Regions from separate parts of the Mus musculus genome. Here regions 1, 2, 3, 4, 6 and 7 are each linked to region 5. The links are chromatin contacts, called in public Hi-C, HiChIP or PLAC-seq and promoter capture Hi-C maps. All regions are on one chromosome and are shown on one strand. Each heading gives the region's core, a stretch centred on a gene start, on an enhancer-like site or on the middle of the called end of the contact. The rest is flanking DNA. Distances are from core to core; before and after follow the strand shown.

Region 1 (3,767 bases), core at 351-2,850, 1.6 Mb before region 5:
GGCTAAATAACTGCAGGTAGCTCCATGAGCTCCTCATATCACAGAACACTATATGGGGTGTGAATGACTGTTACGGTACTCCTTATCACAATATGATATGCTCCATCGATGACTGACTGACATCTCTTCCCAAGGAACCCAAGGATTACTTGCAACTCTGATTAAAAACTAACTTGTGTTCCAGACCCATCCCTGAACTGAGGCCAGAAAACGGAAATGCAATCGTCTAGAGCACCAGAAAGAATATTTCTGAGAAGAACCCTCCGGTGCAAAGCTGGGTTGGTGGAGAAGTTCTGCAGCCCCGGGCAACAGCAGCAGTGCAGGCAGGGGGCTTCCTTTAGTTGAGCAAGTCTGCAAGAGATCTCTATGGCCTCATTCAAAATGAGGATAGGAACGCCTACATTACAGTTATTAAGAAAATTAACCGAGCCCCTGAAGAGTGGTACTCACTCTAAGCCTTTAACCCTGACATTTAGGAGGCAGAGACAGACAGGTCTCTGTGAGTTTAAGGACAGCCTGGTCTATATAGAGAGTTCCAGGACAGCCAGAGCTACATAGTGAGACCCTATCTCAAAAAAAAAAAAAAAAAAAAATCAAGCTAGACAAAACTGTGTGTAGGGAGCTTAGAGCAATGCTTGGGTTATAGAGTGCACATGTTCTCATGTTCTCATTTGCATTTAACACCCATTGCGTGCAGCTTCAGGCCTCTCTCTGATCACCTGGTGAGGTAATCACCCCATGTTACTGACCCCATGTTACATTCCACAGGCTGCCTCCAGACTCTAGCACAGTGTCCGCACAGAGAACAAGGCCTGAGGACCTAGGCTCTCTGGTGTACTTCTCTGAGTGCTTACCCTGGATGCCCTAAAGGTACTATTGAGGAACATGGTCAGGCAAAGGTCAGTGGAGTTCCCGCCATTGGGAGATAGACAGGAGCTGTCTGGATGCTAGAGTAGAGTTCCTTCGTAAGGAGTCCGGTCAGACTTAACCAGGACTCAAGAGAACCAAAAGCTGGGTGTTCCCTGGGGGTCACAGAGCTGTGAGAGATGGTAGAGCAGTTGGATCATTACAGTGAAACTGAGAAAATGTTTGAGGGAGCCACTGGGAGGTCTGAAACAGTGGGGCACTTTGTGAAACAGTGCATCCTAGGTTTACAGTCAAAGACTGAAGCCACCAGACCTGTATAAACCAAACATGGGGGTGGGTTAGGGGAGAGGGACAAGGTGGGACAGCCAGAGCAAGGCTCAGCCACCAGCTCCCTGCCTGCAGCTGCAGAAACACCTAGCCTGAACCCTGGGGTAGAGCCAAGGTTTTGAGGAACAGCCGAAGTAATGCAAATAAACCGCTGTACCCTAAATTGCTTTTTGTTGTGGGTGTTTTGTCCCAACAACAAAAGGGGAGCTAAAACAGGAGACAAGTTAAAACAAGAGTTTGCCCTCTAGGGGAGCTGTAGGGGTGGCAGGAATCCAGGAGGTCTTGACCCTGCATTTGAAGCAGAGCAAAGGGGACAGTGTCTACACAACCAGGGAGGGGGTGGGGGATTGGGCCACACTGCCCTGACCACACAGCTTTCTCCGGAACCTCCTCTTTCTCCGGAACCTCCTTCCGGCATGTGGTAACACTGGCGAGGAAGGAAAGCCGCGCGCGCACAGGTGCCGGGCCCCGGGAACCTATTCGATTTAGAAGAAACACACTGATGGTTGCCCTGCGGACCCGTGCCTACACCGCCCGAGGGACCCCTCCCACCTCCGCTCCGGAGCCCAGAAGTTAGCTGTGGAGTTTGTTTGTCGCGCCCGCGCACCTACAGTGAGCAAGGAGAGCCGGCGCCCGCCGGCCCAGAGCTCTGTCCCGCTCTCTGCTCCTGCAGTTCCTTCGCTGCCGCCGAGATCTCGGGGCGACAGTGAGCGGCGGCGGCGGCGGCGGCGCGAAACCCCGGCGGCAGTCTCCGAGTCTCTGTAGCCGGGTCGGGAAAGCGCCGCGCAGCCTGCGCAGAAGCATCCTCGAGTAACTGGGGAAAATGAGGACGGTATTGTGAGCTTTGTAGGAACAGCAAAGAGAAGAGAGCACGCCTGCACCAGGATGGCCGAGTGGTTAAGGCGTTGGACTTAAGATCCAATGGACATATGTCTGCGTGGGTTCGAACCCCACTCCTGGTAAAGTTGCTGTTTTGTTCCTTGCCGCGGTCTGTCAGTTGTTTTTAGGTCCAGAGCTTTTGGAAATTTAGAAGTCTTATTTCAGTTGAAAGAAATGTTCTTTAATCCTTAATAGGGCGCTGCTACAAGGCAGCCCAATTTCCCGCAGTGAAGCGACCGTGTCTCCAGGAACCGACCTGAGCCAGGCGGGAAGAGGCTCCCCGGAGAGGTCTGGTATTGGCTAACTTTTTGCAAAAGTACTTTTGCACAGAAGAAAAAAGAAAAAAAAAAAAAAAAAAAAAACAAGTCCGCTTTTGCCTTTCCTCTGTCCGCTCCCCACCCCCTTCTTTTTTCTTCCTTTCCCTTTGTTTTCTTTCTTTCCTTTCTTTTCATTTCCCCCCCCCTCAAAGTTTAACGTGTTCACATGCAGTCTTTCAAAAATGTACCATTTGACCATGAAGACCCAGAATTTGAAATATTTTCGATTTTTATCTTCTCCTATTTTCTTTGGGTTTTTTTGTTTTGGTTTGGTTTGGTTTGGTTTGGTTTTTGGTTTCTCGAGACAGGGTTTCTCCGTGTAGCCCTGGCTGTCCTGGAACTCACTTTGTAGGCCAGGCTGGCCTCGAACTCTCAGAAATCCTCCTGCCTCTACCTCCCAAGTGCTGGGATTAAAGGCGTGTGCCACCCTATTCTCTCCAAAAGTGTTTTTTATCAAAGCAGTCCAAGATCTTAAACACATTTTGTAGGCGTGGCTCAAGGAACTCCCCAGCCTTTTGAATAAGTTGAGACACTGATTAAATAAACCCCTCTCTACAATCATAAAACCTCGGAAACGTTGGTTATTACCATTGATCATTTATTTTCACGTGTTCCTCAGGTCCATTCAGTTATCTGGAGTCGTAGAAAAATATTTTTCGAAAAACTCGGAACTCTGTGGGAAATGATATCAGCATATTTAAATTGTGACACCTACTGGTAAACTTGAGGTAAGTTTGTTTGAATAAACCTTATCTTTTTTTTTTGTTTTTTAATAACTGTCTTAAGTTACAGACAGGAAGTTGACTTTTCCTCCAAATCTTTTAATCTTTATTTATTTATTTAAAAAAGATCTTCCATTAAGCAGAATAACTCATCACTGAAATAATTTTCATGAGCATTGTTTTAACTGTATGATGAAACCCTTCTTTGGCGTCAATAATCTTTGTTTCAGTTACGCATTTTCCTTTCAAATGCTGAAGACAGCTATGAAGTTAGGGGGATATGTATATGTATGTGTGTATGTGTGTATGCATGTATGCGTGTGTGTTTGTTTGCATGAGCCATCAATGTTAAACAGACATCGTGGTCAGTTGGAAGACTCCTACACCAGAAGCGTTCTCAGTCCTCAGCGGTCAGTTGGGGCTTGGGGGTTTTGATTAGCTTTTTGGTCTTTCACTTTTATTCATTTATTTTAGTGTGTATGCGCGGTTGTCTGTAAGTACACCACATGGGTGCCTGCTGTGCGGTCAGGAGGAAGCTACAGGTGCCCTGGAACTGGGGTTGGTTTACAATCTGCCACGTGGGCTCCAGGAACCAAACCCAGGTCCTCTGTAAGAACAGCAAGTGCTCTTAGCTGCTGAGCCACCTCCTCAGCTC
Region 2 (3,902 bases), core at 379-2,878, 1.2 Mb before region 5:
AATGAGGTTGTTAGGGATCATTTCTGGCTAAAAAGCATTGTGTTAATCATGGACTGAGCAATCATTTCTCTTTAGGGAATGTTTTATAACTATATCACAGAAATTCAAGCCTAACTATAACTGCTAAGTGATGTTTAATGACTTGAATCTTCAAAGACAAGCAAATATGGACTTGGAAAGGTCTTAACTAAAAGATATGTTAAGTATTGAAAACTCATTTAAAACCTTAATAAAACTTCAGATTTACATAACTAAACCTGCCTGTTACTTCTCATCTTTCCACTTTATTTACCATGACACTAAAAATCAACTCAACAAATACCTAAAATCCCCTTAGCATAGGGTCCGTAATACATGGGTTTTGTTTGTAAAGCTTTCAGGAACCTCTGTAGATTATAGGAGTTCACTGTTATATCTATTTATAAAACTGGGCTAAAGACATAAAATTTAGGATTTTAACCATTTTAAGTGCACATTTCAGTGGCATTAAGTATATTAACTGTGGTATGTGACAGCGGTCAGCATCTGTTTCTAGAACATTCTCACCATCCACACCAGAAACTCTCTACCCATTTAAACAGTATGTCCTCTGATGCCAGCCCCTGGAGACCCCCATTCTATACCCCATATCTATCCTGACTGCAGTAAGTCCACCACATAAAGGAAAACAAAATATTTATCTTTGTCTTTTGTGGCTGGTTTGTTTATTATTGAGCACGGTGCCCTTAACATTTATCTAGGTTGTGTCAGAATTTCCTTCTTCTTTCAGTATGGATTTTGTTCTATTATGCATGTGACAGATTTTGCTTATCGGTTCATCTGTTGGTGGATACTGGGCTATTTCTCCCTCCCGGCTGTTTTGACAATATTGCTGTGAACATTGGTTAACAAGTATTTCTAGAATCACTACTTTCAGTCTTTTTGATATGTAAACAAGACTTTTAACCTGATTTTTTTCATCTCTTACGTCTGGTCTCAGTATACAGTTCTTTTAAAATCTATATTTATGTAGTATTCTTTCATGATTTTAGCCCTGGGAGGGGAGTGGCAGGTTCTAGGCCCTCTGTGAAGATTTAATACCAGGTGTAGATTCTGGAACTATATGTATATTAAGCCCCATTTCTGTCACTGAGCCACACATCTCTACCTATTCTTTGACACGTGTGACCTCCAAGTGCTTCAAACGTCAACCTGAAATTATTGGTTTCTATGCCAGAAGCATTTCTGCAAAGCTCAGCTCTTTAGAAGTTCAGTGCATGATGTTGCTTTAGAACTTAAACTTTCAATGCTGCTGTTGCTGTTGCTGCTGCTGCTGCTGCTGCTTCTCCTCCTCCCAACCCCCATCTTTCTGCTCCTTCCCACTGCATACATGCTTTGGGAAATTTTCTTCATTCCTGTTGCTCTCTGCACTGGACTAACCCAACTTACTAACTCATTTTTCTAAACTGTGTGGTCCCCCAGCATGTGGAAATATGTTGTTGATTTCATTTTAGTTGGCATGTTGCGATTAAGACTTCTTGCTGTATAATGAACTTCAATTTTCACTGAAGATTCCTGGAGTCTGTGGGTTATAGATCACATGATTGGCAGTTCCTATTATATACCGTAAGAGGAGCCTGGTCTGCCCTACTCCCCATCCTGGGGGGGGGGGGTTGACATCTGAAGCTAAGGACTGGATTAACTAATCAGGGCCTTTATCCTGTTTGGGCTCCTTACTTTTAAAACAGCATAAACCTTTAGGCTATGGAAATACGGTTCTACAAGTGTTAAATTGACTCATGATTTCCAGGTGTATGGAAAAATGGCATATTGAACTTGTAACTCTCTTCATATATACGCGCACACTCGCGCTCACACACACACATTGAATATGAACAACAGCAGGCAGCAATTACTTCTGTCTTTGAAGATCTTGTTCCTTGGCCATGAGACACCAGTCTCATTGCTTACCTTCGATTTTAATACTCTGCATTTGTAAGCAGATACTTCATGTGTCCCTACTTATTTTCTCTCATTTTGCAAAAGATAGAATGCATGTTTTGTTTTAAGGCTGGGGAATCAAAACCCCTTCCTGATTATTGATAGGAGCTGCAGTTTTGAAGGATAGACACCAATACTAGTTTCTTTTGTCTTCTTACAGACTAAGTTACTGTATTAGGCTTAGCGGGGTGTGTGTGTGTGTGTGTGTGTGTGTGTGTGTGTGTGTGTATGCTCATGCATGTGTATACCTGTGTTGTGAGCACAGGTGCCTTTATAAGGGTTAGATGCATGCATGTGCACATGTGTGTAGAGGCCAGAGATTGATTTCATGTCTTTTTTTTTAATTGCTATCTACTTTATATATCAAGACTGGGTCTCTCACAGGAACCCAGAGTTCTCCAATATGGCTATTATAGCTCATTCCCTTGCTCTGGAAACCTTCTGTCTCCACCTCTTAGGCACAGAGATTACAAGCAGGCTGGCTGACATTAACATGGGTATTAGGCATTTGTACTCTGCTCCTTATGCAAGAGTTTTACTGACTAACATATTCTCTAGTCTGTATTTTAAAAGCAAGCAAACAACCAAGCAAACAAATAACAAACCCTACAGAGGTTTTTTTCCCTTTGTGTCCCACCCTGGTCTTAAACTTTCGATCCCTCTGCCTCAGGCTCCCATGTGCTTAGGTGGTAGAACCATCACACCTGACTTGCTTTTTATTTTAAAACACAAAATGCAGGTGGAACAGCATATAAAACACAGGCGCTCTAAATAATCACTGCAAAGAACTCATTGAAGAGAATTTCTGGTCTCTGCAAGCTGTATGTGCCTCCTCCATGGAATTCCTCCCTGCTCTTAAATAGTAGCCACACTGAATCGAGTGCTGCCAGCACTGTCTCCATTAAAGGAGCAGAGCCTGGTACCCTAACCGCGCTTGCCACGTGCTCCCTAAGCGGACAGGCTACAGGCTAATTACTGACTCTGATGAGTTCTTCAATGTTCTTCCACCCAGGGCAGATGCGTCTTGGTAATCACAGTGCTCCTCATCTGGGCTGAGACTTTGCTTCTGTGTTAGCCGTGGCGGATTTAGATGTTGCTAATAAGCTCATCCTGCCCGAAAGAGCACTTTCAATGCAGTGCATTCATGTTATTTGGGCTACACCTGCTAGTGTAGAATGTGCATTCAGAAAAGGGAAGACGGTTTTTGAAATTTTGGAGCAAAGCATCACTCTGATTGCCAGTCATGAAGGTTATGTCTTACAGGAAGACGGAACATGCACAGACTGCGCTGGGGGAGGAAAGAGAGCGGGGAATATAGATAGTTTGGGGGATGCAAAGAGATTGAGCTTGTTAATTCCAACGATTATCGGAGTTTCTGCAACAAAATCAGTGACTGAGGAGTAGTTATGGAACCCAAATGAACCACTCACCTGCCCCGTGCTCCAAATGTTAGACAGAGGGAGGGAGGTGGCAAGGAAGTTCCAGTTTGGAGAACATATGCAATAATCATTTATCACTAAACGTTTTACTTGGGAGGATGGCAATACGGATGTGAGGTGTGGGGTGGGCTCTGGGGAGGGTGGTTTCTGGAAGAGTGGAGCAGCAGGGTGGATGGTGCTTAGTTCTGTGAAAGCCGGGGGGGGGGGGGGGGGGGGGGGAGACAACTGGGCATGAAGAAGGATGCGCTGGTTCTGAGTTCAAGGGAGTGTGGGGATGTCTCTTTGAATTTTGTGTTTTCTTTCTTTCTCTTCCTTTATTTTTTTCCTGGTTTACTATAGAGCATCTTTCTTTGCTTTCAATTACATCTCTTGTTGTCTGTGGGAGTTTACTGGCTTTCTTTTCTTTTCTTTTTATTTATTTATTTATTTTTTTGTTTTGAGAAAGTTTTTTTGTGGGTTTGAAATGACATTCTAGCTGCCATT
Region 3 (3,697 bases), core at 1,163-3,662, 1.7 Mb before region 5:
CCAGGACTTAACAATATCTCTGCCCCCTCTTCAGAAATATCCCGAGCCTTAGGGGAGGGGTAGGCATATGGGTTGGGATTGGGTCCCACAACTCTGCATTTTAATTGGTTCTGCTTTTCTGTAATGGTTTCCATCTATTGCAAAAAGGAGTTTCCTCATTTTTTTCTTTTAAAGATGTTATTTTCTATGTACACAAATGTTTTCCTGCATGTATGTACAGCACTTTTGTCTGGTGTCCACAGAGGTCACAAAAGTTAGTGGATCCCTTGGGACTGGAGTTACAGACAGTTGTGAGCCACCATGTAGGTGCTGAGTACCAAGTCAGGGTCCTCTTACCATGTAGCCATCTCTCCAGTCTATCCTCCCCTTACTGTCTTGAGACACCATCTCTATCTGAACCTGGAGCTGAGCAGGCAGTCAGAAAGCCCCAGCTATCCTCTCCACAGTACTGGGGCTATATGAACTTGGGTTTTTGCACTGGTAGCAGAAATCTGAACTGGTTCCTGGACTTACACAGTAAGGACTCTTACCTCCAAAGCCAGCCCTCCTGAATTCTGTTACTTCTGTTTGTTTGAAACAGGGTCTATTAGCCCCGTTTGTCCTGAAGTATGCTCATCAGGCTAGCCTTGAACTCATGGATCCAATTGCCTGCCTCCCCACTGGGGTTAAAGGCATGTGCCACCACTCCCAGCTACTGTTACTTTTAAATAAGTTACTAAAAATGCATTTAGTTTTCTCTTCTGCTGAAAGCCAATAGCTATAACCCACATAAAAACTTTGAGTCACCAACCAGCTTCCACGTCTTCTTGTCCTGGTGTTTTCTATTGTTCATCCCTTCCCAGCATACTGCTTTTGTGTGGAGGAGTTGGGGATAGGATTCAAGACAAGGTTTCTCTGTGTAGCCCTGATGGTCCTGAAATTAGATCTGTAGACCAGGCTGGCCTTACACTCGAGATCCTTCTGCTTTTGCCTCGAAAGCACCTGGACCAAGTGTGCACCAACACATTCTTTGAACTCAAGAGATGCCCCAGCCTCTTGGGTGCTGGGATTAAGGTGTGCACCACCACACTGGTATGCTGGTGACTCATACTGCTTTTATGGTTTTCCTTCAGTAAGTCAAACACACTGCTGCTCTTGGGTCCTCTGCCCTGGCCGGAAAACACCTGCATGGCCATTTCTCTTGATTCCTTAAAATCTGTTCTCAAATGACATCTCAGTAAAGTAGCATTGTAAGCATGGTTTTTAAAGTTGTAAACTCTTCAAGCTGGCATAATGTATGCCCTCAAACCTTTGGAAAATGCTCTGGTGAAAAGGGAAGAGGGGTGGGGGGAATGGGGCGCTGAGCAGGATGGGGACGTGATACCACTTGTTTGCCAGTTTATCATTTCTGAAGACACAAAGGGTAATCATCAAGAAAAAGGGGTAAGGGGTAGCGCATAAAGGGAAGGGTAGGAAAGGGATATGGGCAATCTCCGCGCTTCAAGGTTTCTTTGGGACCAGACACACTGTACGCGTGAAGACTATTGAGGTGGGATAATATCATAAAAGTGTGTGTGACGACTTAAGGACTTGCCCTGTGCTTCTGCCCCCATTTCCTATTTATACTCTCACAAAACCTTGATCCACAGAACCCTCTCCTAATAACCTCCCAAAGAACACAGCAATCCATACCAAAGAATAGAGCAAACCCTAAACTTTATATATATATGGTTTTTTAAAAAGGCAAGAAGACATCAACTATCGAAAAGCAGACTCGAAATGCGCATCACTCTCGTGCAGTCTTCTCCCTCGCTTGCCGATGCTGGGATCACTCCTTCTGCACAGTTCACAAGGAGCGGACCCGGACAGTCTCTCCATGACTTGTTCCGAATCCTCCACAGGTACGCAGGTCAGGCGACACAGCCAACACGGAATGGTCGAGATGCAGGAGCAAGGAGGCTCGCAGCCGGCACACGGGGAAGACTGGGCAGCGCTCACCTCAGTTCTCCTCGGGCTTGTCCGCGGGCGGCCCGCTGGGCTGCAGCATTTTCTCCATCAGGTTGAACCGCACGCGGGCTTTGCTCTCGTTCTCGGCAATGGCGAAGTAGTTGAGGAGGTCGAAGTGGCCCATGTAGGAGCAGTAGGAGTCGCGGTGCTGGTTCACCAGCCATTCCCACTTGGTGGTGTCGGCGTGGCCCGTGCCGATGTACTTGGACTGCAGATGCTCCAGCTGGCTGTGGATGGTGTACCGGTCCGTCATCGCGCCGCTCTGCTCGTAGGCTCCGAGGTCAGGACACAGACGAGAAGCTGCCGCTCGCGGCGTTCAAGTGAGAGACGCTGCCGCTGCCGGTGCCGCCGCCGCCACGCAAAACCTCAGTTCGTGCAGGCGCGGGAGAAAGACGCCACCGAGACGCAGGAGTAGACAGTCTTTTCCTAGGCGGAAGCGGAAGTGCCGTCTGTCGCGGGATTGGAGTTGCCTAGGAAACACTGGGCCGTCTCCTCACGGAGCCCGCCTACTTCGAAGAGTGTTGCATGATGGTCCGCTTAGTGGCTCTCGGGTGATCACGTTCTAGTCTGAGCGTTGCATTCTGGAACAAGTAGTCCAAAGAGTTTGTTTTAGGGTTTTGTTTTGTTTGTTTTGTTTTTGCCTGGCTGCTGTAGGACGATGGCAAACGGCCTCTGAGAGTTATCCCACGGCTCTGGGCTACTAAGAAGGGGAAATCCAAGAGGGTTTCAACTACAAGCAACCAGGAAAATTAACTCTTGTACCTAGAAGCTAACGTGGCAGCATGGTTCCCCCGCGGTCCCAGCTTTGTCTCTTAGAATTTGGGCACTGGGAAAAGTATTTTTGGTGATCAGTGTCAGCCCCAGTAGTCTCACTAATGGCTCCCACAACGAGCTCCAGGCTCCCGTTTCTCAACCCATTGAGGGGTTGTTTGCTCTAGGTCACTCAAAAGCTATTCCTTGAAGTCAGATGTGGTTCAAGACTAGATAGATAGATAGATAGATAGATAGATAGATAGATAGATAGATAGATAGATAGATAGATAGATAGATAGATAGATAGAAAGAACACCTCTCTTTCTAGTCACCTGTGTTTTTCTGCTGATTACTGCCTTACGTTGGGGGTTGTGCACTTTCTCACGTTACAAACAACTCAGAAAAGATAATTGTACTTCTTTTATGGTATCCCTTAAGGATACATGTATAGCCTGATGTAGATTGTACTCTCAAAAAACCATTTTAGGAATGGGGTAAGAGCAGTCACAGCCAAAGAGAATGGACAATGACAGACAATTTGAAAATACAGGAGTTTGGGGGTACTTTTGTTTACTTGGTGGGGGGAGGATCTGGCCCTGAGCTCACAGCAATCCTCCTGCCTTTGCCTCCTGAATGCTGGGATTAGAGGTGAGTTCCGCTCCATCCAATATTAATTCTTCTGTTTAAATTTTGTCATAATAAGCATCATGCCAGGTGGTGGTGGCACACACCTTTAATTCCACCACTTGGGAGGCAGAGGCAGGCAGATCTCTGAGTTCAGGGGCAGCCTGGTCTACAGAGCTAGTTTCAGGACAGCCAGGGCTACAAGGAGAAACTCTGTCTCAAAAAAAAATAAAACCAACCAACACCAAGACTTAGACAACATAATACACATCTTATTCCTAAAATATAGAGACTATACGGCAATACCTGTGGATATGCCATCCAGCCATACTAT
Region 4 (3,645 bases), core at 560-3,059, 1.3 Mb before region 5:
CAGTTCTTGCTTTCATGAGAAGCCAGTGGGTTGGGTAGTTCAGAAGGTGTATGGAGGTGGAGATGCCGTGGAGCAAAATGGCGGATGCGGAGGGATTCACATTTATTCTCCCCTTTCCTTGGTGCTGTTTGTGGTGTCTCATCAGAGATGTGTGAACTCCCAGAACGAGTACTTTCTTAATGCTCTGTCTTCTGCAGTTCCTGCTGAGGTCCAGATTACTGACTCAAAACAGGAGACCTTCCTCCCTGCCTGTGACTGTCACAGGAGTTTTGTTTTGTGGCTTCCCAAAGGGGCAGCAGCTTAGCTGATCTGTGACCTCCCTTTTTACCATAATTCCTCATATCAACGCGAATGTCAAAATTATCTTTTATTACTTAAGTAGTAACATATCGTTAATCAGAAAACCCATGTTACCAATGACTTCACTTATGATTTAATGCAGTGCTTTTTACATGATTAAAAAATAGCCGGGCGTGGTGGTGGCGGACGCCTTTAATCCCAGCACTTGGGAGGCAGAGGCAGGCGGATTTCTGAGTTCGAGGCCAGCCTGGTCTACAGAGTGAGTTCCAGGACAGCCAGGAAAATACAGAGAAATCCTGTCTCGAAAAACACCCCCACCCCCAAATGCCGGTCACAAAGTTAAGTGGTTCTTTAAGAACAAAAAACGTTAGTTGGAACTCTGCGTGACTGACGCGGATACAGTAGGGAGTAAACAGAAAGTTCTTTCTGAGAAGAGAGCTGGCATAGCACTCTAGATTCAGAAAATGCTATTTTGTCATCGTGACTAAAAGCTTGATGACTTGTGTTTCCTCTGGGGTGCAGTTTATTAAGTATCAAATGGAAATTTCCAGCCTGTATGTATGGATCTGAAAGCTATAGGCACGAACCGCTTTCTCTTGGTTCTCGGCAGAGCCCTGCTGGCCTTTCAAAGGGAAGTTAGTTGTTTATATTTAGCTCTGGAAATTAAGCAATTAGCAGGGATAGGAGAATATAGACAATGTCACACCATTGTCGTTTTCTCACTTGCTCGAAGTTTGTTCATCTCAGGCAAGGTAAATGAGTCCAAGTAATTGAAGTTGGAAAGGATGTGGAGTGTGGGAGAGGATTGCTTTTCATTTTTCTTTTTCTAGTTTGTTCAGGTCTGTGAAGTTCTGAAAGACTGATTTGTAACAAAGCTCAGTCACAGAAGCGGACAGTGCTTTTTAATGCTTAATAAATAATTGGCCGCTGTGACAGCATGGCCTGATAAAGCCGGAACGGAATCCCTCTAGAATGGAAAGTGAAGTAGTTGGGTCAGGCCTGGTGGTACAGGTTCTGTACTCTCAGCTAACTGGGAAGCTGAGGCTGGAAGATTGTTCCAGGCCTGGGTGGTTTGTAGAGTGAACTGAAGGTCAGGTTGTATAACTTAGTGACTCTCTGTCTTGTATTGAAATGTTAAAGTATCAAAGCTTTGTGTATTGTGCCAGGTGAACATTTGCCTAACATATGTAAGGCCCTAAGGGCAATTCCCTGCAGTTGCTGGAAGGTGTTGGTTTTCAGGGTGGGTGCCTCCTTCTCCCTGCTCTTCCTCCTTCTCTTCTCCCTCTTCTTCCTCCTTCTCTTCCTCCTCCTCCTAATACATATTTGTGCATGTTTATTATAGAATTGGTAGACAGTTTCTGTGTATAGACACCATGACCTTGACAACTCTTATTAAAAAAACAAAACAAGACAAAACATTTAATTGCGCTGGCTTACAGTATAGAGGTTCAGTCCCTTACCATCATGGTGGGAAGCATGGCAGAGTGCAGGCAGACATGGAGCTGAGGGTTCTATATCTGGATCCTCAAACAGCAGTTGGAGACTGTGTCACACCAGCCACATTTGACCTTATGCTACCTCAAAGCCTGCCCTCACAGTGACACACTTTCTCCAACAAGGCCACACCTCCTCCAAGGAGGCCACAGCTCCTAATACTGTCACTTCCTATGGGCCAAGCACTTATATACATTTGTGTATGGGCTCCATACCTGTTCAACACCACATTCACAAAAGTGACCATCTCTTTTGAGACAGGATCTTTTATTGGCCTGACCTCACCAAGCTGTCCAGACTGGGGTGGATTCTCCCTGTTTAGACTTCCCTAGCTCTGGGATTACAAAGACAGTGCACACACACCACCATACCCAACAAACATTTTTCTGTGGTTTCTGAGAATCAAGCTCAAGTCAAGCACTTTATCCAGTGAGCCACCTTCTCAGGCCATATTTATGGTGTCTGTATTTTTTCCTACTGTAAAAGGACTAGGAAAACAAAAACTGTTGACATAGAAAACCACAGCACAATAAAAATTAACAGGAAAGCAACAACCCTAGACTCCATGGGAAAGCGTCTAATGAAACACGGACAGAGACGCCTAATGAATAGGATTGTAAACGTTCTATGTGTTTTTAAGATAGTGTTAATATATATTTTTATATGTTTTATCTATCATCTATCCATTTATATATCTTCTATTTATCTATCTATCTAATTTATATATCATCTATCTACATATCTTTCATCTATCTATCTATCTATCTATCTATCTATCTATCTATCTATCTATCTTCCTACCTATCATCTGTCTGGGAAAGAAAATTGTCACCAGTTCTATGTAACATCTGGAGAAACAAGCTCTTTTAACTCCACAGTGAAGGCACAGAGTAGGCGATGCTTGGCCAGTACATGATTTAACTGGCACTGTTGACAGGTTTTCTGATTCCAGATTCAGTGTCTCTCTGCATTTCATTTCAGGTGGTCACAGTGGTTATCCTGAGCTACAAAGAACCATGCGGTTGAGGGGTAAAGAAAGAGAAAGTAGCTTAAGTCATTGCTATACTTTCTTTTAGTTATCATTCGTTGTATTTTCACTGTACTAGGAAGGAAATCCCCTGTGTAGATGTTTCATCACCCGTAGTCTTGGGCATGCCTAGGTACTTGTTCTCATCTTGAAGTTGAAAAAACAATGAGCAACTGGGCTGTGGTGGCGCACGCCTTTAATCCCAGTACTCGGGAGGCAGAGGCAGGTGGATTTCTGAGTTTGAGGCCAGCCTGGTCTACAAAGTGAGTTCCAGGACAGCCAGGGCTACACAGAGAAACCCTGTCTCGAAAAACCAAAAAAAAAAAAAAAAGAAAAAAAAAAAAAGAAAAACAATGAGCTACATTATTTTTGAAACTATTTTGGCTATATGAACGTTTTTGTTTCCAGTTTCTATAGGCTTTTTTTTTCCCCCCTAATGGATTCATTTCTCAGCTTTGTACAAAGGATGGATTGGCTCATTTTAATGCAAATTGATATAGTTGGTTCTGGGTTTTGATTCATAATTTAGCTTGGTTTGAGTCTCAATACCACAAGTATTGAATTATGTATTCCCCAAGCCTAATTCTCCATACCCAAATGTAGTTTTTTATCATCATATTTAAGACACATAATAGCGCCTTTAGAAGATAAGTGGGAAGGAGCCAGCTGTGGAGCACCTTGTTTTAGTGAAGCATCTTCTCTGTTTTGAAAGTCATGTATTCAGTGGTTCTCATGCACCACATATATGTTCAGCGTGCAGGGATGTGCCAGCTTTGTCAGTCCCAGAAGTTCATTTAAGTTGTTCTAAAGACATTTAAAATATT
Region 5 (3,756 bases), core at 544-3,043:
AAACAGACAAGTTAAAGTGAATGCATTAAGAAATAGCAACCCAACCATCAGCACTTTGGGGGTATTAGAAACGCTGATAAAGGAGGAGACCTGGAAATGGGTGCTCTAGTACACCACGCACCGTTATTAAAATTATCAGATGTAATTTTACTGTGGAAAAAGGACACAGTGACATTAGTAGAAATGCACTGCAAAGGGAGGACAGCCAAAGGCAGGCAGCTCTCACATCTGACATAATGAAGTGCTAGCTGACCATCAAACCCAAGAGTGGCCAAAAAGACCAGCAAAGGGAATAAACAGATCCCAGTAAACCACGTGCTTTTCTTGGGTCTCGTTTTTTTGTTATTCTGCATTCTTGTTTTCCACAAGAACTGGCTAATGGCCTGGTTGTCTGCCCATACGAATTTCTCAAGAAGCATTCATTCCCTCCACGGGACTCTGAGAACCACTGAGCCACACACGTTCAGTTTGCCACCACGCCCATTGCCTTCACAGAAAAGGCTGTCTCGATCCACCCAGCGTGGTCGGTGGACACGCTGCTACGGATTTTTCAACACATTCCTTACTGAAACGTAAAGTGGCGACATTTTGGCTTGTCCAAATCCATTGTACAGAAACATTTCCAAATGCTAGAAAGAAAACCGCACTTGGATTCCAATCCAAGAATCTCGAAAACCAAAAGGAACCTTAATGCACAGTAACAGCTGCACAGTATTTTTTTTTTTCACTTAAAAAGTAAAACACACCTGTATGCAAATAAGTCTGAGCTATATTAATATTGTTAAAGAAAAAATAAATACTCAAAATTATATATTGTACAATATTTGTTCAAACAGTTACACACACACGCGCGCATGCAGGCAATATGTTTAGGTTTTGTATGGTGGAAATGCTGCTTTCAATCATATATTCTTATTATAATATTTTTGTGGAACAAGTTCTCACTTTGTAGCCTTGGCTGGCTGGGAACTCCCAGCAATCCTCCTGCCTCAACCTCCCAAGTACTGAGATTACAGATTTGTGCTATCACAAGTGGCTATTTACTTTTATTATTTCTTTACAACCGATATTACTCTTTACATATTTTAAGAAATCAAGTCATGTCTCAATTGTCTTCTATCGCGGTGACCTGACTTTGGGGGAGGAGCTTGCTATTTCCCACGATTCGGTCTCAAAAATCTAAGGGAAAATTCCCTCCAGCAAGCGGCCCCTTGTAGTGTGGGGTGGGCCACTTCGGAGTGGATTAGAGAGAGGCCTAAGGCAGGAGACCCTCGGAACTGGGTCTTGATCCGGACCAGGGCATCGCTGTGCAACCGGGTAGGGTCAAGATGGTGGGCGAGCGGTGGCCAACAGTTAAGTGCACGGGGAGCTGCGGGGGCGCGCGAGCTGCGGGCTGCGCGCCCCCGAGGCCGCGGCCGGGGTGCACGGGGAGCTGCGGGGTGCGGGCCTCGGGCCGGGGAGCGCAGTACCTTCCCAGTGCAGCTCGCCTCCAGGCTCGCGCTGCAGGAACTTGTACCAGAACGTGTCAACGCGGCCCGGCTCCGCCCCGCCGGCCTCCTCGTACGCCTCCAGCTCCACCTCGGCGAGCCACAGGCCGGGCTCCTGCAGCGCCAGCGCAGCGGCGCCCGCCGCGGTACCCGCGGGCCTGAGACGCACGGCGCCGTGCGGCTCCCAGCGCCCTAACTCGGGCCGCGAGCCGGCGAGCAGCAGCTCCTGCCGAGCGCCGGCCACCGCGGGCGGCACCACCACGCCGAAGCGGAAGAGCATGGCGGTGGCCCGAGTCCTGGGAGCCTGGCGAGCGGCAGCGGCGGCGGCGCGAGCTCCGGGGCGGCGCGAGACGTGCAGCGCCGCGCGTTTGTGGCCCGGTCACGCGGCCGTGGGATCAGGGTTCCCAGGCGCCGTGGAGCTGCAGCCGCAGGAAGCGGGCATTCGGGGCTCGCGAGAGGCTGAGACCCACACTGGACCTAGGAGGGAGGAAAACGACACCCCGACATTGTCCTGTCGTCTTCCCAGAGATCTGAAATCACTTTTACTAAGTCAACAAAGGAAGAAAGAGTTGTCTAGCCTGAACCTCCAGCCTCAGTGAAGTTGCCGATCCAAGATTTACCTGTAACCCTCATTCAAGCACCCCAACATTTAGTCCTTATGGGCCTCTGATTATAACGTGGGAATAATACATATGAATAATGTTCTTTAGAGACCCTCCACTCAATACACAAAAACCCAGCGTTCATCAAACACACAAAATACTTTCCCTTGCCTAAAGGGACTAAAGAGAAAAACAAAATTTCAGCCTCCTCTTTTTAGCGTGTATAAGTTGATCTCAAGATCAAAAAAAAGAGAAAACCTTGTTTGTGAGATGACAAAGTTTAGAAACAAGGTCTCACTGTGGAAATCAGACTGGCCACAAACTCTTGAGATTCTCCTGCCTCTGCTCCTTGGATTACAAACCTGCATCACCAGTGCCCAGCTACTGTGTGTGTGTATGTGTGTGTGTGTGCGTGTGTGTGTGTGTGTGTGTGATAAAAACCTATTTAAATTTTCTTCTTGGGGAAAAAAAACAGAAAAATAAATAAAAGTTGCTTCTTGCAAATATTAGCACTTTAGGTCAAGAAACAACTGTGTCATTATTTGGCCTCTGGGAGCAGAGGAGGCTGCTTCAACTTGTTATTAATATGAATAAAGAAATGTCTGGAGTGGCTGGGGTTCGTTCTGGTCAGTGCGAGCCCCAGGCCACCTTGGGCACGAACTCCGCAGACCTTCCCAAGGTCCCCAGAGAACTCTCCATGATGCAGGTGCCCTAGCACACCCAGGATCTTAGGATCACTGAGGAGAGTCAGCAACCAGAGAGGGCCCTGACCCCATGACTCGAAGGTGAGAAAGCCAACTTGTATCCCTGGTATCTCAGAGACCAGTCTGAGCAGGAAAACAGGAGGGCCTCAAAAGCAACAGAGCTTCTTAGACAGGGCCCCTTCATGCCTCATCCTTAGCCAGGAGGCAGAGCTGAACTCCAGACCTCTGTGCATCTTCCCTGCAAGAGAAAAGCTTGCTTGCAGAGTGCTCTAACCTCAGGAGAAGAGTTGGACTCCCAGGAGTGCTGACAGAGGCTAACAGAATCACAGGAGGAAAAAACTCCAGCAAGACACAGCTAGAACATCTAACACCAGAGATTATCAGATGGCGAAAGACAAACATAAGAATCTTACTAACAGAAACAAGAACACTTGGCATCATCAGAACCCAGTACTCCCACCACAGCAAGTCCTGGATACCCCAACACATGCGAAAACAAGATTCAGATTTAAAATCATATCTCATGATGCTGGTAGAGGATTTTAAGAAGGGCCTTAATAACTCACTTAAAGAAATACAAGAGTACACTGCTAAACAGGTAGAAGTCCTTAAAGAGGAAGCACAAAAATCCCTGAAAAAAATACAGGAAAACACTGCTAAACAGGTCCTTAAACAGGAAACACAAAAATCCCTTAAAGAATTACAGGAAAACACAACCAAACAGTGATGGAACTGAACAAAACTATTCAAGATCTAAAAATAGAAGTAGAAACAATGAAGAAAACCCAAAGGGAGACAACTCTAGAGATAGAAATTCTAGAAAAGAAATCAAGAACCATCAGCAACAGAATACAAGAGATGGAAGAGAGACTCACAGGTGCAGAAGATTCCATAGAAAACATAGACACAACAATCAAAGAAAATGCAAAAAGATCCTAACTCAAAACATCCACGAAATCCAGG
Region 6 (3,612 bases), core at 125-2,624, 1.2 Mb before region 5:
TACTATCTTAAAAATTCATGAAAATTTACGAGAGCCCTGGCCCCTGAAACATTCAATGTAGCTACTCCTTGTGTCCCATGGGATTATAGGAACGTCTTGGTTATCCTGTAACAACTACATCTGTTCTACTTTAAATGATGTTTTTGTTGCCATTAGTAAGAAGTTATATATGGCCCCACTGAACAGCCTTCATGATAAAAGTGTTTGCTTAAGTGTCACAGGGACACTCTTCACACAAAAATCAAGATTCAGGCAAAGGCTCCAGGCTTGTAAAACCAGATTAGTGTCTGAGATGAAATGGCTGAATATTATACTTTTTTTTATTGGTCTCATGAGAAATACTATGTCTAAGAGCTGGGGTAAAATAAACAGATGAGGAATATAATTCAAATATGAATTTAGTTTAGCATCTCATAATTACGAAAGTTTCTGGTTACTTTTCCAACTGTCCTAATAGAAGACTGTGCCCCTATGATTTGTAATAAGAAAGTTATCTTCTAAGCCAGTGGTTCTCAACCTGTGGGTCGCAACTCCTTTCACATGAGTTGCCTAAAATCCCCAGGAACACAGATAGTTACATTACTATTCATAATAGTTGCAAAATTCCCGTTCTGAAGTAGCAATGAAAATAATTTTACGGTTGGAGGGTCAACACAACATGACAAACTATGTTAAAGGGTCTCAGCATTAGGAAGGTTGAGAGCCGCTGCCCGACACACTGATGGTCTTAACCATCCTAACCTGTTGTCCTGTGTGTGGAGAGTCTGGTGCTCACAGTTAGCTGAGCAAGAAAGAATCGACACCATGGCTAGAGGAAAGCTGGTGGCTTTGGGGGTTGGGCTGATGAGTTTGGAGAGGATGACATACCTGTTGTCAATAAATTAATAATTCTCACAGTCACCTTTAGATTGCATGTATGTCTTCTAAATTGATTTCATGCTTTTTGGTATTATATAGTTCTTGTAGCATCCTTAATACTGTATAGTGAGTCTACTGAGTGCTAGTAGACTGGATCAATTAGTCCAGACTTGGGGTTTGTATCTCAACAGGTCATACAGATAACTCTAGTGATCAGTAGGGGTGAAAGTTACGCTATAAATCAAACAGTGACATCTCAAATTCATTATATGAGTCTTAAAAGATTTTGCGAAGTAGCTGTATTTCAGGACCTTTCAGAAATTTGTTTTTTGTTTTTTGTTTTTGTTTTTGTTTTTAAATTGAGAGTGGGATGACCACTAGATTCAGGGTGTTGCTTTTAACGGATTATTTTACGCCATCATCTAATTATAAAGCTGAAACATGAGCTCAGTCAGATTCCTGATGTGAACATCGCTCTCAGTACCCCTTGCCCTGACAGTTTCTTACGCAGAGGCAGGAATGACACATGTACGACCCTCTCTGTACAGCAGCAGGTGGCTGCTGACTATGTCACGGGATATTTCTTTCAGTACTTTTGCTTTTTTAATAGTAATCTTAGCACATCAAGACAAGCAGGGTTCATGATATTTTCCTTTTTTCCTAAGATAACTTTGATCATAAATGGGTTTTCAGGTAACCTGTCTGGCAGGGGTGGTGGTTGTCCTAGTGGCAAACCTTGCGTCTTCCTTCTTTGCAAACAAGGTGGGACTACTGAGCCCCTCTGGAGAGGTCAAGTGATGGTTTCCTGGGGGGTAACCCCCTCCCCATCCCCACCACACACACACACACACACACACACACACACAATGTATAGCATACAGTATCATGTATCTGATGATAACAGAAGTAAAGATCACTTTGAAGAGAGAGAAGCTAGAATGATATAGTTGCCTATTTAGACACAGTTATCATTTAAATAAGCAGGTGTTGCTGGTTACAGAGTAACTTTTCAGAACAAAAGGGCTTTGTCCTTGTGGCCTTTAGAAAAGTTTGCCATTTGTAAACCCTGTTCTGCTGAGGCCAGTTTTTATTGAGGGCTGATTTGTTAGAATGGTGGACCATCTGGCACTTCAAAACTTCTGAGACTTTCAGGGAGGGGGGGGGGAAAGATTGTGTGCTGTGTTATTAACTGTCAAGTAAAATGATGCTGCCATTGTGGTATGGAGAGCGACCTAAAAGGATGAACATGGTTTACTTGGGAGTGTTCTAGTGGACTTCATTTTGTGTGAAAAAAAATATTACATGATCAGGTAAAAAAATGTTTTTCAATTTAAATCAAGGAGATTTAAGATAAATTTTATCTCTCCATGTCCATTTCTACATTTTTTCTGAGTGATAGCCATTATTTCTATCATTTGATTGTTCCGTTTACCATAGATTATTACTAAATAAAGCTTTTATCATCCTCCTCCCCTTTGAAGATACACATATGGCTTATTTCTCTCTGTGCACTATTTATTTGCCAGCCTATCCACTTTTCTGTGTTCCTTAATGCGTGAATCTGCCATCATTTCTTTACATGTTTCCTGTCCAAATGGAGCTTATTGTGAATTCCTGTGGGTAGAATTTCTGTGTCAAAGGTCATAAGCATTTAAAATTATCCTCTGTCCCCAGACTGGGCAGTTTCTAGTAATCTTCAGGAAATGGAGTGGTTACCCTAGTTCTGCCAGGCATAGGCAGAACTCTAAACAGCCCACAATTTTCTGTGTCATGGTCTGGGTTGACTGACTGTGTTTGGTAGAAGAAGAGTGTGGAGAAGAAACAAAGAACCAGTGTAGAGCTCAATGCGCAGAACACCCATAGAAAGGAGTCAGGCAAAGACACAGCATGTCAATCAGAGGGTGGGTGCAGTAGAGAGAGATAAACAAAGAAAATTACTGTCTCTGTCTTTAGGGGCGCTGTATTTGTGCTTCCTGTGGAAAGTGTACAGACTTTGATTTCTTTAACCTGGGCATTCCCACAAAGCTGCCAAACCTTCCAGAGCCTTCTTCTTAAAGCTCCATGTCACGTGGCCACATCTGTCCTATGCGCTTACACTGAGGCTTGGCTGTTAAGAGCATTTTACCCTTGTCTGATGCTGCATTGTTTTCGGGAAGGATATATTTTGGGGACAGTAACTTGTCTCGGTATTATTTTCTGAATAACCTACTATAGTGCTCTCTGAATCCTTAACTATTTAGAGGGCCGTGGAAAGCTGACCCCTGCACCTGGCTGGCTAATTCAGAAGTGGATCAGCTGGCGGGCCTGCCCCTGAACCCCTTCCCCACTCTCCCAGGGAAGAAAAAAAGCTCTTTGTGCTTTTACCATAACTGTTAAAACCTTCTGGCCATGAACTATGGAAACATCTAAAGTAGTAACTTTTTTTTCTTATGAATGGTGTTTTTTTTTTTTATTTCCCAACACCCACCCTTATCATTATCAAAATAGATGTGGCATTTATTAAAGGTGAACATTATAAAATAAGACCTTGTGCACAGTCTTATGCCCCGGCTTCCTGGGATGAAAGGAGGTTTCACCCCTTTCATCAGGGGGCTCAGGCCTCCATCTCCTGGTTGAACTTTCTGCCCTTTGGGGCTGTATATTACCTTAAATAGCTTGCAGCTGACAGACTGCACTGCCGGCCCATGTGAACTGGAACGCTGTAATGGATGGGGTAGCGTCTCCTAATGGAACCACCGTGGTAGGCGACAATGA
Region 7 (3,443 bases), core at 885-3,384, 1.6 Mb before region 5:
AGCCTCCTCCCTCCCTCCTTATTAAGGTTCCAGGCACATTCCCCTAATGTTTTGTTTTCATTTCCGAAGATTCCTTTCTTTTATTTTATATATGGGAATGTTTTGCCTTCATCTACCATGTGCATATCATGTGTGTGCCTGGCACCAACAGAGGTTAGGAGAGGCATTGGATCACCTGGAACTGGAGTTAGTAAGGACCATGTTGGTGCTGTGAACCAAACTCAGGTCCTCTGCAAGAGCATTGAGTGCTGGGTCATCTCCCAGACCCTTTGTTTTTGTTTAATTCCTAATCCCGCCTCTCAGCCATCTCAGGATCTTCTGTGGCAGTTTAAGATTCCTTTCTAATGTTTGTTGTACGACCTTTCAACAGCTGTGAGTAATATTGGTCAGGCATTTTTGCGGGTGGGGGTGGGGGAGTGCAAGTGGATTTGTGCTTGTTGAGCCAGAGGCAACCTCTACTCACTGTCATAACATCATTTATCACCTTTGAAACTAGGTCTCTTACTGGCAGGGAACTTCCCAATGATTTAAGCCTGGCTGGTCTCCTGCCTCACCAAGGCTCTGCAGGCACATTTTTATGTAGGTTGTGGGGAATCTTAGCTCCTCGAGCTAAAGGGTAACTGCATTATCCCCTGAGCTATCACCCAGGCCCATAGCTAGGGAGGTTTAAGGGTGTTGGGTTGCTAGGTTTCATTGGATATTTCCTTCATGATAAGACTACGGTGAGCTGGGAGACAGTGCTGTACGCCTTTAATCCAAGTACTTGCAGGTGGATCTCTGAGTTCGAGGCCAGCCTGGTCTACAGAGTGAGTTCCAGGACAGCCAGGACTACACAGAGAAACCCTGACTCAAAAAAACAAAACAAAACAAATGAAAAGCAAAACAAAACAGAAGGCTGGGGCATGGAGGAGAAAGGCCCCAAGGATAAAGTGTTACCTTTACCTGGCTTTAAGTATCTGACCTTGTGTATTGGGTGAACTGTGTGGCTGCTCTGTGTGTGGTAAAAACTACTTTCCGTCTCCTTTCCATACAGTCCTCTGTTGAGGTGAGGAGCAGGCTGGCCCACACTTAGAGTGCAGAGACAAGCTTCTTTTCCATGAAAGTGGAGTTTCTGCTTAAGTTGCCTGAAGTTGCTCTGCCCCGGAGATTTGTCTTTCTGGCCTTACCTGGCCTTACATTAGTAGATCGATTCATCGGTCATTTCACATTAGATGGATAACTTTGGGTTACCGTAACACCTTGTTCCTCAAATTCTTCTGGCGGTGGCTTCCTATCAATGCATATCATCTTTCTTTCTTCCTGTGTTCTTTTTTTAAGATTTATTAAATATTATTTATTATTATATGTAAGTACACTGTAGCTGTGTCTTTCAGATACACCAGAGAAGGGCGTCAGATTTCATTATGGATGTTGTGAGCCACTGTGAGCCACCATGTGGTTGCTGGGATTTGAACTCAGGACCTTTAGAAGAGCAGTCAGCGCTCTTAACCACTGAGCCATCTCTCCAGCCCCTCCTCTCATACTTTCTTTGTTTCTTGATGGCTAGCCTTCTACCTTGTTTGTCCAGCGGTTTCCCACCCCCTAGCCAGAATGCCCCTTTTCTGTTTCTGAGCCCCCAGTAGGGTGCCAGGCAACGAGGACAAGGTCGTGGCAATACTCCTGTGGGTGTCCCACTGACAGCAGGCAGGAAGGGGCTAGTGGAAGGCGGGGCTCAGTGTCTACGTGGTCCACAACCTCGGGTTAGGCAGTCGTGCGGGTCCCCGCTGGCGCAGCCACACCCACGCTCAGAAACGGTTTCTAGTGCCCTAGTTTCGGAACTACTCTGGACTGCAAAAGTCATCCGCGCTGAGGGGTTTTCCCGCGGAAAGTCCGATGGATCCCGCCCCGCCCATCTCTCCATCCCAGAGCAAGGAAGAAGAAAGAGCAAGTTCCCGGGTGGTCCACACCGTCGCCCGCAGCATCTCGGGGTGCACAGGAGGGGAAGAAGGCTCGTGCTTAGGTTCCCAGCAACCCGCAGCGTGGCGACCCCAGTCGGGACGGGAAGCTGCGCGCCTAGCCGAGGGCGTCCCCGGGGCGGGGCCCTGGTCCCCAGCTGTGCAGCCTCAGCGCGGCAGGGGCGGAGCCAGCAGCACCAGACGCGGCCCTGCGGCTCAGGGCTCGGACCCCGGCTGAGAAGCGCAGCCCGGGCCAGCAAGAAGCGGAGGGGGCAGAGCCGCGGGGACACGCCGCGGTGTCCTCCCGGCGTCCGGACGCTGGATCAGCGCCCCGCAGGATCACGGTTCGTTTTGTCCCGCGAGTCTGCTTAGCTCTCTAACTCTTTCGACATCGGGGACCCAGGTTCGGGGTTGGCTGGAGTGGTGGACCGCGCTGGCAGGGATGCTGCGCAGCTGCAGGTGGGTTTGGGGTGTGGTTCCCTCTGTGCCTCTAGGTACCTTCAGGACGAGGCTTTGGGTTTCTCACCTAGAGCCGAGAGCTTTTTTTTTTTTTTTTTTTTTTTTTTTTTTTTTTTTTTTTTTTTTATGTTTAAGAATATAATGCGTTATCAGAAGTGCTTCAGAAATGTAGACTGACTCTGAAGCTTCCTGAGGCAACTTCTGTTTTGAATTTTTGTTGTTTTTATTTAATGGAGGTGTTTTATTCAGTTCGGTCGCCACTTTCTCTAACACATCAGAATGGACACTTCTCCACTTGAACTTGACAGTATGACTCAGGAGCCAGGAAATACAGGAACACTGATACCGCGTTGAAACAGCTCCCACGGAGGATTTGGGGTAGTTTGTTTTAGGAAACCGATCTGATGGCTTTGCTTAGAGAACCACACCACGGAATTCTGTTGGCTTCTTTGGCTCCGCGAACATCAGCTGAGACCTGCGTTTTACTTCCTGTGACTCTCACACTTATTAGAGCCATTTCTCAGCAGAGGGAGGAGCTGTTGTTTCTACACGGGTATCCACAAATGAGTCACAAGTCTACTACAATTGCAAGGCTTTGTTAATACGCTTTTGAAAAGTGAGGTTGGATTCCTGTACTTTGAATAAGACCGAAGATTCAGTCTGGTACTGTCAAACTGGGGCAGGCGGCCTAGGAAGTAACTATTCAAGTTTTCAGTTTCCTAGAGCGCCTGATGGGACAACATGCCAGCTAGGGTCACTAGGCTGATCTGAGATAAACCCTTAAAATCATGTGCTTTCCCACAGAAGCTGAAGAGAAAATTAATTTCTTTATCCAATAACCATTTGGCTGTTGTTTTCACTAGTTGGTAGAAACTGGACATTTAATGAAGTGATTGTAAGTTACTCTGAAATTTAAAATATTTCAGAAAGTTTATTTTTACCAAATTAGTGCCTTAAAAAAAAACATATAGAAGCTTTTGAAGAAAGTAGATGGTTGCTGGAGCCAGACATTAAGATGCTGAGTCTCCCTGAGGCTGGATAAAGGCTCTA

Evidence for each region. Promoter capture Hi-C pulls out the DNA fragments that hold promoters and counts their contacts. A called contact is a pair of places that touch in the nucleus more often than the background predicts. HiChIP or PLAC-seq counts read pairs in DNA pulled down with a chosen protein or histone mark.
Region 1: a contact with region 5 is called in a Hi-C map of forebrain, with 2.9 times the contacts expected there. The contact joins the promoter of B230208H11Rik here to the promoter of Epm2a in region 5. A contact is called at or near these places in 5 of 39 promoter capture datasets (cranial neural crest, hippocampal neurons, liver and 1 more), 3 of 484 Hi-C or Micro-C datasets (the N1E-115 cell line, embryonic stem cells and forebrain) and 6 of 115 datasets of contacts at active chromatin or transcription factors (SST interneurons, astrocytes, embryonic forebrain and 3 more).
Region 2: a contact with region 5 is called in a promoter capture Hi-C map of cranial neural crest. The contact joins the enhancer-like site here to the promoter of Epm2a in region 5. A contact is called at or near these places in 3 of 39 promoter capture datasets (cranial neural crest, hippocampal neurons and second pharyngeal arch cranial neural crest) and 2 of 115 datasets of contacts at active chromatin or transcription factors (embryonic forebrain and forebrain).
Region 3: a contact with region 5 is called in a promoter capture Hi-C map of embryonic stem cells, with 6 times the contacts expected there. The contact joins the promoter of Sf3b5 here to the promoter of Epm2a in region 5. A contact is called at or near these places in 5 of 39 promoter capture datasets (cranial neural crest, embryonic stem cells, hippocampal neurons and 2 more), 1 of 484 Hi-C or Micro-C datasets (cortical neurons), 6 of 115 datasets of contacts at active chromatin or transcription factors (embryonic forebrain, embryonic stem cells, forebrain and 3 more) and 1 of 9 other capture datasets (embryonic stem cells).
Region 4: a contact with region 5 is called in an H3K27ac HiChIP or PLAC-seq map of embryonic stem cells, with 18 times the contacts expected there. The contact joins the enhancer-like site here to the promoter of Epm2a in region 5. A contact is called at or near these places in 12 of 39 promoter capture datasets (the C10 cell line, cranial neural crest, embryonic stem cells and 7 more), 8 of 484 Hi-C or Micro-C datasets (the G1E-ER4 cell line, cortical neurons, embryonic fibroblasts and 2 more), 7 of 115 datasets of contacts at active chromatin or transcription factors (embryonic forebrain, embryonic stem cells, neural progenitor cells and 1 more) and 1 of 9 other capture datasets (embryonic stem cells).
Region 6: an H3K27ac HiChIP or PLAC-seq map of embryonic stem cells shows a contact between it and region 5, with 5 times the contacts expected there. The contact joins the enhancer-like site here to the promoter of Epm2a in region 5. A contact is called at or near these places in 5 of 39 promoter capture datasets (cranial neural crest, hippocampal neurons, liver and 2 more) and 4 of 115 datasets of contacts at active chromatin or transcription factors (astrocytes, cardiomyocytes and embryonic stem cells).
Region 7: an H3K4me3 HiChIP or PLAC-seq map of embryonic forebrain shows a contact between it and region 5, with 9 times the contacts expected there. The contact joins the promoter of Stx11 here to the promoter of Epm2a in region 5. A contact is called at or near these places in 5 of 39 promoter capture datasets (cranial neural crest, embryonic stem cells, frontonasal cranial neural crest and 2 more) and 3 of 115 datasets of contacts at active chromatin or transcription factors (embryonic forebrain, embryonic stem cells and stem cell-derived neural progenitor cells).

The regions. Positions count from the first base shown.
Region 1 is chr10:12,920,960-12,924,726 of GRCm38.p6, reverse strand. B230208H11Rik (RIKEN cDNA B230208H11 gene) reads left to right here and starts at 1,600. Exons shown (of 3, transcript NR_038028.1): 1 at 1,600-2,153; 2 at 3,010-3,118. n-TLtaa3 (a tRNA gene) reads left to right here and starts at 2,074; the gene lies at 2,074-2,156.
Region 2 is chr10:12,573,972-12,577,873 of GRCm38.p6, reverse strand. The region is part of intron 50 of Utrn (utrophin); the gene reads left to right. Among named protein-coding and RNA genes, the nearest start is that of Gm25139, 210 kb to the right of the region's middle. Within about 2 kb of position 1,628, at least 5 of the 459 cell types and tissues checked have an H3K27ac peak or open chromatin away from gene starts, as enhancers often do.
Region 3 is chr10:13,007,165-13,010,861 of GRCm38.p6, reverse strand. Sf3b5 (splicing factor 3b, subunit 5) reads right to left here and starts at 2,412. Exons shown (of 1, transcript NM_175102.4): 1 at 1,679-2,412. The coding sequence starts at 2,239. The coding sequence ends at 1,979.
Region 4 is chr10:12,606,660-12,610,304 of GRCm38.p6, reverse strand. The region is part of intron 50 of Utrn (utrophin); the gene reads left to right. Among named protein-coding and RNA genes, the nearest start is that of Gm25139, 240 kb to the right of the region's middle. Within about 2 kb of position 1,809, at least 22 of the 459 cell types and tissues checked have an H3K27ac peak or open chromatin away from gene starts, as enhancers often do. A contact at or near this core is called in embryonic stem cells, where this site is marked.
Region 5 is chr10:11,341,482-11,345,237 of GRCm38.p6, reverse strand. It overlaps Epm2a (epilepsy, progressive myoclonic epilepsy, type 2 gene alpha), which reads right to left and starts at 1,793. Exons shown (of 4, transcript NM_010146.2): 1 at 1,470-1,793. The coding sequence starts at 1,767.
Region 6 is chr10:12,552,608-12,556,219 of GRCm38.p6, reverse strand. The region is part of intron 50 of Utrn (utrophin); the gene reads left to right. Among named protein-coding and RNA genes, the nearest start is that of Gm25139, 190 kb to the right of the region's middle. Within about 2 kb of position 1,374, at least 24 of the 459 cell types and tissues checked have an H3K27ac peak or open chromatin away from gene starts, as enhancers often do. A contact at or near this core is called in embryonic stem cells, where this site is marked.
Region 7 is chr10:12,962,950-12,966,392 of GRCm38.p6, reverse strand. Stx11 (syntaxin 11) reads left to right here and starts at 2,134. Exons shown (of 3, transcript NM_029075.1): 1 at 2,134-2,393.